2 separate regions of the Zea mays genome follow, and region 2 is linked to region 1. A link is a contact called in public Hi-C data. All regions are on one chromosome and are shown on one strand. Each heading gives the region's core, a stretch centred on a gene start, on an enhancer-like site or on the middle of the called end of the contact. The rest is flanking DNA. Distances are from core to core; before and after follow the strand shown.

The links. A called contact is a pair of places that touch in the nucleus more often than the background predicts.
Region 2: a contact with region 1 is called in a Hi-C map of bundle sheath, with 2.3 times the contacts expected there. The contact joins the promoter of LOC100273263 here to the promoter of LOC100501482 in region 1. A contact is called at or near these places in 2 of 25 Hi-C or Micro-C datasets (bundle sheath and leaf mesophyll).

What each region holds. Positions count from the first base shown.
Region 1 is chr7:112,623,647-112,630,212 of Zm-B73-REFERENCE-NAM-5.0, forward strand. LOC100501482 reads left to right here and starts at 3,597. Exons shown (of 3, transcript NM_001366928.1): 1 at 3,597-6,367; 2 at 6,466-6,566. The coding sequence starts at 4,341.
Region 2 is chr7:112,934,317-112,940,882 of Zm-B73-REFERENCE-NAM-5.0, forward strand. It overlaps LOC100273263, which reads right to left and starts at 2,819. Exons shown (of 4, transcript NM_001147705.1): 1 at 2,521-2,819; 2 at 2,198-2,311; 3 at 1,576-2,095; 4 at 937-1,472. The coding sequence starts at 2,771. The coding sequence ends at 1,113.

The sequences.
Region 1 (6,566 bases), core at 2,347-4,846:
GTTTACAAACCGTATTACGTATTACATTATGTTTTGTGGTTGTCTTTTATGTAGTCTTTTCAGCCCTGTGTGGCGTCGTGATCTGTAGCGTCGAGTCTAAAACTGTAGCTCGGACCATATAAGTAGGGGTGGAAACGGATCGAATACGAATGTCACAGTTTACCATATTTTTGTCCGAATTCGGATACGAATTCGAATATCTTCGGATACGAATACAAAACGGATAGTCGAATCCGAATTCTTATTCAGGTATTTACTCAATTCAACTCAAACATCATACCCTAAAATTTAACATATGTATATGTGGATTTTTATTTAAGTACAAGTTTATAGATAGTTAAAATAAATTTAAATTAAAATAGATTTCTCGTGATCCTTCATATCCAAGTCAACAAAACTATATAAATAATATTTTTAAATTATCGAAGTATGTAACAAAAGATAAACAAAACATGTAATATTTAATAAGTGACATTTGTACAAATACAAGTAAATTAGAATTGATATAAAATATTACGTATCAATAAAAACAAATTTTCCGTTCTAAAATGAATGTCCTATATAAATATGTGTACCAAAACTTAAATGAAAACATGAAGAAATTTATCTTTATATTGTAAAGTGGAGAGTTATAGTTGAATGTTTATGAAACTTTGTTGAGATGTGTTCAGTGTATAGATAAAATGGAGAGTTATAATTGAATGTTTATGAAACCTATTGAATTTTATTATTGAATATCACTAGAAATATAAGGTTCATATATTTATTTATTTATCATATAAATATTTTTAATATTTTAAATGATTTATATATCATTTTTAGTATATTATCAAACTTAAAATTATTTTTAATTAGTAATTAGTGATAAAGTTAAGTTTTAAATGGTTTCATTAAACATACTTTTTTCACGGATACGAATATTATCGAATGTTTCATGTTTTTTTTCAATACGAATATAGAATCAGATAGAGAAAAGTATTATAAATCAAATTCAAATACATCCATTTGACATCCATATTAAAATCGAATACAAATATGGATATCTATATTAGTAGTTTTAGCGAATACAGATAATTCGAATCTCCATACATCTATTTCCAGCCCTATATATAGGCTTGTTCGGTTAGCTGTCAATATATATGGATTGAGTGTGATTAGATGAATTTAAATCCTAAACAAGTAAAACTTTTTTTATTTTTTTATCCAATCTAATCTATGTGTAACAAAAAGAACCGAACAAGATTTAATCCTAAATAAGATTTTTTTCCGGTGTCTACAACAAGGTAGGAAGGTCCCCAGCGTGGCATTCACATGCGTGCTTGCTCCCCGTCCTCGTCCTCGGCACTGCCGCTGCCAGCGGCCTCTCCTTAGACCAACTCCAGCAAGACTCCATATCCGACTCCGCATCCCCATTTTGCGCGGTCTGAGGCATTGTTGCGCGCTCCAGCAGACTCCGCATCCCTCTCCGCAAAATGGACGCCGTGTCCCTGCGCTCCCCATTTCCACACTTTCTCTCTCCTCTCCGCAACTCTCTGCGTGCGCGCGCGCCTGCTGGCGGGGCCCATGTGTCATAGACTGCATGCGGAGTGGGATGGGGAGTGTTGCTGGAAACGGAGCCGGATACGGAGAGGAGAGAGAATGTGTCGGCCGCGCGTTTTAGGGATACGGAGTCGCACACTGCTGGAGTTGGTCTTAGGCTGTGCGCAGCAGTAAACGCTAGCCATCCCCTTGCATGCCGGCTGTAGGGGTATCCCACGGTCGCAGCGGTGCCCCCTACGTGTCGACTTCCTTCTTTCTCCCCCAAATCTAGCGTGCCACTGTTCATCACCCTAAACACTGTGCTGTGAGTCCACGAGTAATTGTTAGTAGATAAAAAATTGATAGTTATATAGAAAATGATATTTTATAGTTGTAGTGAGGTATAGAGAGTATTTAGAGGGAACCGCTGCCGGAGATAAAAAATAAGGAGAAACATAGATGAAAAAATTTAGAGGTAACGGTTGTGGATATCCTTAGACCAACTCCAGCAGACTCTCTCTCCGTATCCCTATTTAGCACGGCCAACAGTTTCTCTCTCCTCTCCGTATCCGTCCCCGTTTCCAGCAGACTCCGTATTTGCACTCCGCATGCAGTCTATGACAGCTGGGGCCCGCGAGCAGGAGGTGGCGCATGCAGTCTTCTGGGGAGAGGAGAGAGAAACCGTGGAAAAGGGGAGTGCAGGTACACGGCGTCTGTTTTGCGGAAACAGATGCGAAGCCTGCTGGAGAGCGAAATAGTGACTCAGAGCATGTATAATACGGATGCGGAGTGTTGCTGGAGTTGGTCTTAGCCGTCCAGGCCGGCTAAACCCAAGCTCCCGACGGGCCCCTGCCACAGGGAAGAAAAAAAACCCTCTCTTTCTTCCTGCCCGGGGGGAGCGACAGCTGGGCCGCGGCACGTGCCGCGGCGCCCTTCCCGGGCGACACGTAGGCGGCCGCACGTGCGCGGGAGCGGCGATCTCACACGGCCGACGCGGGCGGATATTTTCCCACGCGGGCTGCCCCGGCCGCCCGATGGGGATCGGACGGCGCGAGAGGGTCCGGAAGTGGATAGGGCTCAGCGCGGCGTGGTCCCCTTTTTCGCTCGCCTTGGCACTGGCAGGCAGATGCAGATCGTGGGAACTCACGCTTCCAGCTAGCTCCCCCTGTACTGCGCTGTCTCTGCGTGTGAACAACCCAACTTTTTTTTTCACGGTGGTCCCTCGGCCTCCTGTTATTCACATGCCGATCGAGGCGGATCGGGGGGCAAAAAAAATAAAAAAATAAAAAAATAAAAACTCCTGCGCTGCAGGCACAGGATTTGTTTAGGAGCGATTGATTCCTTGTCCAGTTTTTAGCAGTGCGCGGATGGGGCGGCGGCGGACGGGCTTAAGAGTTGCTGGCTGGCAGGAGAAAAAACAACGCGTCATTATCCAGTCCTTTCTTGGAAAAACAATTGAAGTCAAAAGATCGCATGTATGTGCAGGCGTGCAGCTACGAACGGAAATAAATAAATAAATAAATAAATAAATTGGAGACGGAGCAGGCGGGCGACAGATAAGACTCCAGGTTTCGCAAGGAACGCTTCCGTCCCGTTCCTGCTTGCCTTGGTAGAGAGTCCGGAGGAACAAATCCCCACCTCCCCCAACACGCTCTTTGAGCGACCAAAACGTGTGCTCGCTATCTAAAAACCAGCAAACAGGATAACGCTTTCGTTCGAGGCAGCAGCATACCATAATCGTGATCCGAACAGCTGCTGGGCGGGTGGGTGGGCGTGGGCAGCAGGACAGGACGGCAGGCAGAGGGCAAGCGGCCACCCAAGCGATAAACAACAAGAACACAGGGTTGTTTCCAGCAAATCGCCCGAGTTGTATTACTAGTATTTTATTCGGCGCGTCTCCATCGCGAGGCCACTCGGCTCGGCTGCTCGGCTCCGGATCGGCGTCTCTGCTACTAAACTAAAATAAAATAAAACGCTAAAGCTTATCGCAACTCGTTCTCTCGGCTGCTGCTCCTGCTGCTTGCTACTTAAACAAACACATCTCAGCGTCTCTTGCGATCGCTCAAGAGCCACCACCACCAGTCCACCACGCCCCCTGCACGCGACCCGAGGCCAAGAATCGCTTCCGTTCCGCGCCGCCTCCTATATCCAGCGAGCGGCGCTGCCAGCCCACGCCTCGCTCGAATCCCTCCTCCTTCCTGGAAACGGGGTTTGCTTTCCCTGCCCCGCCAAATCCTTTCTTCTCCATCCAGCCGGTTCCTACCCATCCTGCCGGCTGCGGCTGCGGCAGCGGCTGCCTGGCGCTGCCGTGCGTTGCAGAGCGAGGGCGAGGCGGAGGTGGCCAAATGCCGGTCCAGGACCGGGTCGTCGTCGTCGGCGAGCGCGCGAGACTCTGTCTCCCCCCTGCCGCCGGTCTGTCGAGGTGTGGTAGTGGTAGTGGCCGTCCCAGCTGGAGCACCTGAGACGTCGTTGCTCGGTCGTCCGGATTGATTTCGGCCGAAAGCTGCTTGTGGGTTTTTTTTTCCGGAAAGGGAGGGAGGGAGGGAGGGCAGCCTTTTCGGTTTTCTGATTGTTACTAGTTGCTCTGCGGATTCGATTCCCTTGCCGAGATTTATCTCTTCGCCGCCGGAGACTGGTGGACAGCAGATCCTCTTCCATCTCCGCCGGCCGTTCATTCTTAAGCTGCCTGCGAAGCTTTTTCTTGAGACCCTCTCCAGAGTACTGTTCGCCGGATCTTGGTTTGGAGGGCGAGCGGTGAAAGATCGAATCCTTGTTTGGAGGTTCAGCGGCAGGCAGCTCGCTGTGACGTCGCCCGTGCGGGCATGGTGTCCAGATCCTACTCGAACCTCCTGGAGCTCGCCGCCGGCGGCAGCGGCGGCGAGCCGCTGCCGTCGCTGGGGCGCCGCCGGATACCGCGCGTCGTGACGGCCTCCGGCATTGTGCCGGACCTCGACGTCTCCGACGCCGCCTCCGCCGCCGACCAGTCCTCCCACGCGCCGCGGGAGCGCGTCATCATCGTCGCCAACCAGCTCCCCGTCCGCGCCTCCCGCCGCGCCGCCGCCGGCGCCGGCGGCGGCGGGTGGGACTTCGCGTGGGACCAGGACAGCCTCCTCCTGCAGGTCAAGGACAGCCTCCGCGCGCACCACGGCCGCGCGGACGTGGAGTTCGTCTACGTCGGCGGCCTCCGCGACGACGTGCCCCCAGCCGAGCACGACCAGGTCGCGCACGACCTCCTCGAGGGCTTCCGCTGCGTTCCCACCTTCCTGCCCGCCGACCTCCGCTCCCGCTTCTACCACGGCTTCTGCAAGCAGCAGCTCTGGCCACTGTTCCATTACATGCTGCCACTGTCGCCGGAGCTAGGCGGCCGCTTCGACCGCCTCCTCTGGCAGGCCTACGTGTCGGTCAACAAGATCTTCGCCGACAAGATCCTGGAGGTGATCAGCCCCGACGAAGACTTCGTCTGGGTGCACGATTACCATCTCATGGTGCTCCCCACATTCCTGCGGAAGCGCTTCAACCGGGTCAAGCTCGGGTTCTTCCTCCATAGCCCCTTCCCGTCGTCGGAGATCTACAAGACCCTGCCTGTGCGTGAGGAGCTGCTCCGGTCGCTGCTGAACGCCGATCTGATTGGCTTCCACACTTTTGATTATGCCAGACACTTCTTGTCGTGCTGCAGCAGGATGCTCGGGCTCAAGTATGAGTCGCAGAGGGGCTACATTGCTCTGGAGTACTATGGCCGGACAGTTACTATCAAGATCTTGCCTGTGGGAGTACACTTGGAGCAGCTACGGTCAGTCCTCAACCTCCCGGAGCTTGGGGTCAAGGTGGCCGAGCTTCTGAAACAGTTCTGTCATCGGAACCGTCTGCTGTTGCTTGGTGTTGATGACATGGATATCTTCAAAGGAATTAGCTTGAAGCTTTTGGCGTTTGAGCAGCTCCTAATGCAGCATCCGGAGTGGCGGGGAAGGGTGGTGCTTGTTCAGATCGCCAATCCAGCAAGGGGGCGGGGAAAGGATGTGAGGGAGGTACAGGAAGAGAGCGATGCAATGGTGAGGCGCATCAACGACGCGTTCGGGCAGCCAGGTTACCAGCCGGTGATACTGATCGACCAGCCTCTGCAGTTCTATGAGAGGATGGCTTACTATGTCGTCGCGGAGTGCTGTTTGGTCACTGCAGTGAGGGACGGGATGAACCTGATCCCATACGAGTACGTAATTGCTCGACAAGGGAATGAGAGGATAGATAGTATTCTAGGCCTTGGTCCGGCTTCAAGGAAGAAGAGCATGCTTGTCGTGTCAGAGTTCATCGGCTGCTCGCCCTCCCTGAGCGGCGCTATCCGTGTGAACCCTTGGAACATCGATTCAGTAGCCGACGCAATGGACTACGCGCTGGAGATGCCGGAAGGGGAGAAGGTGTTGAGACATGAGAAACACCACAGATACGTGAGCACGCACGACGTCGGGTACTGGGCGAACAGCTTCCTGCAAGATCTTGAGCGGATTTGCCTCGACCATAACAGGAGGCGTTGCTGGGGCATAGGGTTTGGGCTGAAGTTCAGGGTTGTGGCCCTCGACCCAAACTTCAAGAAGCTTGCGGTGGAGCACTTGGTCTTGGCCTACCGGAGGACGAAGAAGCGTGTCATTCTCTTAGACTACGATGGGACGCTGATGCCGCAGACTTCGCTCGGTAAGAGTCCTACCTCAAGGACGATAGACATGTTGAACAGCCTTTGCCGCGACAGGAACAACATGGTCTTCCTTGTGAGCGCAAAGAGCCGGATGACTCTGAACGAATGGTTCTTACCATGTGAGAGCCTTGGACTAGCAGCTGAACACGGCTGCTTCCTCAGGTAAAATAATAACTTCCTGCTGTCTCCCAAGCAGTTCGTGATCTGCTACTGCTGGAGAGCACACACACTAATCGCTGATGCTGTCGACGGTTGTGTAGGCTGAGAAGAGACGCAGAATGGGAGACATGCGTTCCGGTGATAGACTGCAGCTGGAAGCAGATCGCAGAGCCTGTGATGAAGACCTATACCGAGACTACGG
Region 2 (6,566 bases), core at 1,569-4,068, 310 kb after region 1:
GTTAATTCGGTTTGGTTAATATGGTTTTTGAAAAACAAGAACCGAAATACACGTAGGAAAAATAGAAATCGAACCGTACTAACCGAAATAGTTCGGTTCGGTAAATCGATTTTCGATTTTAAACCGAAATTATAGAATCGTCTCATTTCCGCAATATCATGAATGGTGAGTGGATATTATATCAACACAATTAAGCAATAAAACATATACTTTAAATGTATCATATAGTTAACTACAAAATTATAGAAGTATAACCACATATTGATTCGATTTCCATGGATTATAGAAGTAGAATTGTAGAATTTTGGTGTATTCGTCCACGGATAAAAAACCGGACCAAAACCAATTGACCAAATAGCACAGGAAATAAAACCAATCCAAAAAACCAAAATTCGAAAAAAAAGACCAAAACCAATTGATCGAATAGCGCAGGAAATAAAACCGATCCAAAAACCGAAATTCAAAAAAATCAAAATTTTCGGTTTATTCAGCTCGGTTTAGTTTTTTAAATTTGGTTTTATTTTGCCCTCCCCTACTCTCAAATTAATTAACAAATACGTACACAAACCCATTAGGTAATGGATTTCGTTTATAAGGGATAAAATCCTACCATAGATTTAATCCTGGTCTAAATTAGGTGAATTTATACCTCACACCTAATCTCATGGTGGGATTAAATTCATCATTTAATCCATAAATTCTAATATAAACTTGTGCAATATCTTCATGGATTTGTTCTATATCTAATGAGCTATGGATAGAATCCATGCCTTTCATAGTTTAAAAAATTTCTAAACCTTAGGTTATAATTCAAGATGGGTTTAATCGAATTAAAAAATTTAATTATGTTTGGATTATTTTGGAATATAGATTGTGACATAAATTTAATTTTAATTCATACTAATTTAGAGATAGATCGGTGTAAACGAACAAGTTGTCACCAAACCAAGGGAACAAGCACCTTGTCTCCCCTTTTTTTATTTGTACATCGAATTATTACATCCACAAAACCACGACAAAGCACCAACTCATCAACAAGCGTAGACCATCATTCATTCGGTAGCTAACAAATTATTGCGGCTGGGCTCTGATTGAAACCTTTGCAGCCATGCCTAGGCGGCAGAGCCGAGGCTGCCGGCGACGTCGATGACGAAGCGGTAGCGGACGTCGTTCTTCTCGAGCCGCTCCATGGCCGTGTTGACGTAGTCCATCTTGATGACCTCGACCTCGGCCCCGATGCCGTGCTTCCCCGCGAACTCGAGCATGGCCTGGCAGTCCCTGACGCTGCCGACATTGTTCCCAGCCACGCCCTTCCCGCCCGGCACGATGGCGTAGGCCGGCAGCTCGAGCGGCTTGCTCGGCGCGCCCACGACCACCATCTGCCCCAGCGGCTTCAGCAGCGCCAGCAGCGGCGTGATCGGGTGCCACGCCGACACCGTGTCGATGATGCCGTCCATGGTCCCCGTCGCCGCCTGCTCATCTCACACATAGATACGTATATATATGTCGCCGCGTTAGTTACATTACATAGCAGTGAGCGTGGAGAAGGGGGGCATCCCAGCCCAGTGCCCACACCTTCATCTGGTCCTCGTCCCGGCTGATGAGGAACTCGTCCGCGCCGAGGTTCTCGATGGCCTCCTGGCGCTTGCTGGCGGACGTGCTGATGACGGTGACCTTCATCCCGAAGGCCTTGCCGAACTTGACGGCGACGTGGCCGAGGCCGCCGAGGCCGACGACGCCGAGGTGCTTGCCGGGCTCGTTGAGGCCGTGGCGCATCATGGGGCTGTACACGGTGACGCCGGCGCAGAGCAGCGGCGCGGTGCGGTCCAGCGCCAGGCCGTCGGGGACGCGGACCACGTAGTGCTCGCTCGCGACCAGGACGTCGGAGAATCCCCCCCTGGTGGGCGCGCCGCCGTGCGCGTGGTCGACGCCGTTGGAGGTGAGCACGATCCCCGCGCAGTAGTTGTCGTCCCCCTTGCCGCAGCTGTCGCAGGAGCGGCAGGACCCCACGAAGTAGCCCACGCCGACCGTGTCGCCGGCCTTGAACCGCGTGACGCCGCCGCCGACGCCGGTCACCACGCCCACGATCTCGTGCCTGCTCGCCACGCCACGCCAGCCGACGGGGTCAGACAGACAGAGGCTGTTAGTTTTGCAACAGCATCCGGGGCGTCTAGGCTAGCGAAATTGGATCGGTTACCCCGGGACGACTGGGTACATGGCGTTTCGCCAGTCGTTCTTGATGACGTGCAGGTCGGTGTGGCAGATCCCGCAGTAGAGCACCTTGATCGTGACATCGTCGTCTTTAGGAACCCTGAAATTAGTAATGGATTCCATGAACAAGAATACTCTATATTAGGTAAGCCTCTGACCAAGGATTAACCAAAAATCTAGAGACCCCAAAACTGTGCAGACTGCAGAGAAGGTAATTAGACATCTTCCAGGAGCTGCAACAACACAATAAAATATGGCAGAGCAGAGCAGAGCAGAGCAGTGCTGGGCGACCGTGACAGATGCTACCACCTTCTGGAGAAGCTGTAGGGGGAGAGGACGCCGGAGTCGTCCCTGGCCGCCCACCCGAGCGCCGCCTGGCCGCCTTGCTCTTCCATCGCCGCCACCTGCTCCCGCTTCTCCACGGACGCCCTTGGCCGCGGCAACCGCAGAGCTCTTGAGGCCGAGGGGAAGGGTGACCCTGCACCAGCTCCGACTCGCGCACCAGCTCCGGGGGGATAATGAAATGGAACGGGGACGAGGACGCGACAATGATATGACATAACTGTTGCTGCCTCCCCGGAGAGATCTGTGGAGGGAGGATGGTTGAGGGGCCAATGTGGCAATGAGTCAGCATATAATCCATGGACGCTAACGCTAGGATATGGTCCGGAGACAGACTTCCTACAAACTTCTCCAAAATCCCGTCGTTAACGAGAAAAAAGATTTGACATGATATTAGACTGAATTTGTGCACAACCTGCTGATTTGGAATGAAGGTGAACTAAACCTAGGATAGTAAGATAAAATACCCCACTTCTAGTCACGTGGCTCCGTTGTCAAACGGGAAATTGTAGAGTGGCTGCAAAAGGAAAAGGAGCCACGTAATAAATAAAGCTCTATAAAGAGTGTGTTTGGTTTGATAAATGAAGTGATCCATTTTCTTCTCACTTCGCATATTTTTATTTAGTTTGTTGAATAAAATGAGTTGATCCATCATCACTCTATTTCTCATAAGCTAATAATTAATATATATATTAAGAGTGAGTTGATTTCAACAAAATTAATAAAATAAACTTATGATACATCACCTCATAATGCATTGGATGACTCTACAAACCAAACATACACAAAATGGATGAGTGAGGCCGGGGGTATCCTAGCAACAACGTAGGGCCCACGCACATGCCAAAGTAGCAGCAACCAAAATCACGTGTCGGCTATGATTGATGCCGCTATGTAAATATATTGCTTTGCTCGTTGTGTTGTTTTATGTTATGAACCGTGATTCACACCTTGATATTTCTGCTGCCGTGTGGCTCTCCTGCGCTGAAAGCTGCATCTGATTCTGATGGGACGGAGAGGCATTCAAGTCTCGCGGTCACTCATGACTGTGGTCGCGGGAGCAGGACCACACACCGTGGCATTATCATTATTGGACTATTTCTAGCACTATATATGTTTAATTTAATTTTTTTCCAGTTATCAAAGCGCCCGTTTCTTTGTAATTGTAATCTACTTGGGTTCTCCAATATTTGTCGCCTGTTAGAGAAATTATATTTTCAGTTTTAATTTAATCCCGAAAATCACAGTGATATATATAACAACACGTATCTGCATATATATATATATATCACTACTTACATAATCAGTAAACAACAATAAAATATGCACAAATATAAATAACAGATTCTACCCTACGGAGGGATCGATGCTCAAGGTATCAGTGACTCCATTCACACGAGACATCTCAGGTGTATGTTCGATATAGTCGTACGCAGTCATGCAGGCAAATGTTCGCAGTGCAGTCCCACGAACGGTGCCGGCGACGAGGAACGTGATCAGCGCTGGTCGAGCGAACGAAGCGAGCAGTCGCGAGTACGCTCCCAAAAACCTAATCGTCCGCACACCCGTGCAAGTGTCTCTTTACGGACGGCGATTTCGGAGGCCTGGTCTCCCACTCTCTATGCTCGCAGAAGGTGGGACGAGAATGGATGTGTGCAACGCGTCTGACACTGTATGAGCGTACTGTGCTGTCAACCCAGAAGCAGCCTCCCCTCCTCGTATATATACACGCGCAGAGGGAGGCAATCAGACAGTAATGGTCGCCATCAGAGCTACCGTTACAGCCAGCCAGAAACTGACGCCATCAGGGACGTCCGTTACTAGCCATAACACAGGAAACAACAAGTAACGTACGACAGTAATGGACGGTCATCACTCTAGGCAAAATGCGCAACCGTTAGGAAGGAATATTCGGACCAAGGTCTGATCTACACGGCCTCGGCCATGGCCCGACCGGCGGCGCGCGCGCGTGGCAGTCTTTCACCCTTTTCTCAGCTTCTCAATAGATGCACCAACGATCCACCTATTTAAGTTGAGTGAATTGTCCCTTGAACTTACAGTATGGTACTAAAGTACTAGTACACCGTAGCATTAAAGTGGGCCTATAGCATTGACTATTATTGAATATTAATATGGGTCAGGCCCACATTAATTCAACAATCTCCATCAAATGCTAAGTCACACTAAAATGCTCTCATCATCTCAAATGTTTGATATATTGGTGTTTCAATGGAGACTGTTAAGTTGAACATCCAACTAGAATCTAGACTACACTTGACCACAACTGCACAATGGGTTAGGCCTTGAATTAACAGTTTTGCGTGGAATAAGTTTCATCTAAACTCTTTACCAGTACTAGGTTGCCAAGCGCATCCCCTCTGGTTGGAGCATATAAGTCAAACTCCATAGACTTTCATGGGTATCTAGAGACCACCCAGATCTCATAAACTGTGACTAGCAGTTAACCCATATAGGTATGTTCCTCTAAAGATGTTCTGTAGGACAACATCTTTGCTTCACAAAGCCACTTGGAACATATTAAGGTGTAAACACCATCCTACCTAACAGTAAGGAAAGATGTGCATCTAAAATGAACCTTATTAAGGGTCTTTCCTCTCAGTCTACCACTAGCTTGTTTCACCATTCTAATTCACGGGATCTCCGTCACATAGAACAAGTTACCAATATGATAAACTTTAGGTGGGTATCAAGCCCATCTCACTCGATGCACTATCTATCACACTACGTGATAGCCCCTTAGTAAATTGATTTGCCAGATTTTTAGACGTATGAACATAGTCCAACGCTATTACTCCGGAGTTTCTCAATTTCCTGACAGATTTTAAACGCCTCTTTATGTGCCTTGTTGACTCCATATTATCTTTAGAACTGTTTATCTTGATTATCACAGTTCATAGAAATAGCCGATGTTGGGGGCCTTCGGCTTACGAAGGTCCTCAAAAACAGGATTTAACAGTATTTCTGGAGTATAATGTGTGAACAGGTATCTTCGGACTCGAGTCGGTATCACAGTAGGAGAAGCCCAAAATAATACGAAGGTTGATACAGCGCCGAAGATGTGAGCGGGAAAGCTTCGGCGTGGTAGCAGAAAATGAAACCGACTTAAAGATGAAAAGGCTATTCAGACCTCGTTGGATTACTATAGAATTATTACCAAATGTAAAGGGCATGAATGTAATTTTGTATGGGCTGTGTCCCGTGCCTATAAATAGGTGAACAGTACCCCCGTACTGTTCACACTGATTTGGCATTTGCTTTTGCGTCACACCTGTACTTTCATCTCCTTCCAAGCTGAAGGTACATTTGTAATCCGATGTCATTTATGTTTCTTCATAATAATAATGCAAAAATAAGTTGATAATAATATATAATTGTCTATGTTATCCTTCATATTCCTTATGATTCATTCTTCGTCATCGTATACTGTGTTTATAAAGGTACATCCTTTATAACCTACGTCCGAAAATCATTATACCCTAAGGGAAATAATGCTTCGAAGGACGAAGGACTTTACCGATTAACATTTTCTGTGTTGCCTTGTTCTTAACTCATAGCATTTGAGAACAAGTCCCCAACATTGGCGCCCACCTCCGGTGAACTCACTTCTACTCTTTGAGTTTTTGAACACCTTCGGCGATCATAAACCTTCGCTATGGCACCGAAGAAAGCTTCAGCAACTGGGGCTGCAGCTCTGCAACCGCTGGACCACAATCAGGAGACTGTCTCCCTTCGGGAGGCCCGAAGCCAGAAAAGGAAGGCTGTTAGCCCGACACCGCCAGAGGATGAGATAAACCAAGAAATCAGAGACATGGAGATGCTTCATCAACAGGTGCAGAGGAAGAAGGAAAAGATGGCCAGGCTAGCTGAACTGCAAAGGCAGATAGACGAAGCCTCTGAAGAAGTTTGTCATCTTACTCAGGATGAGCAACACCGAAGGCCTCAGCACCAAGACCTTCATCAGGAGGGTTTCCTCAACGAAGATGACTGGTATG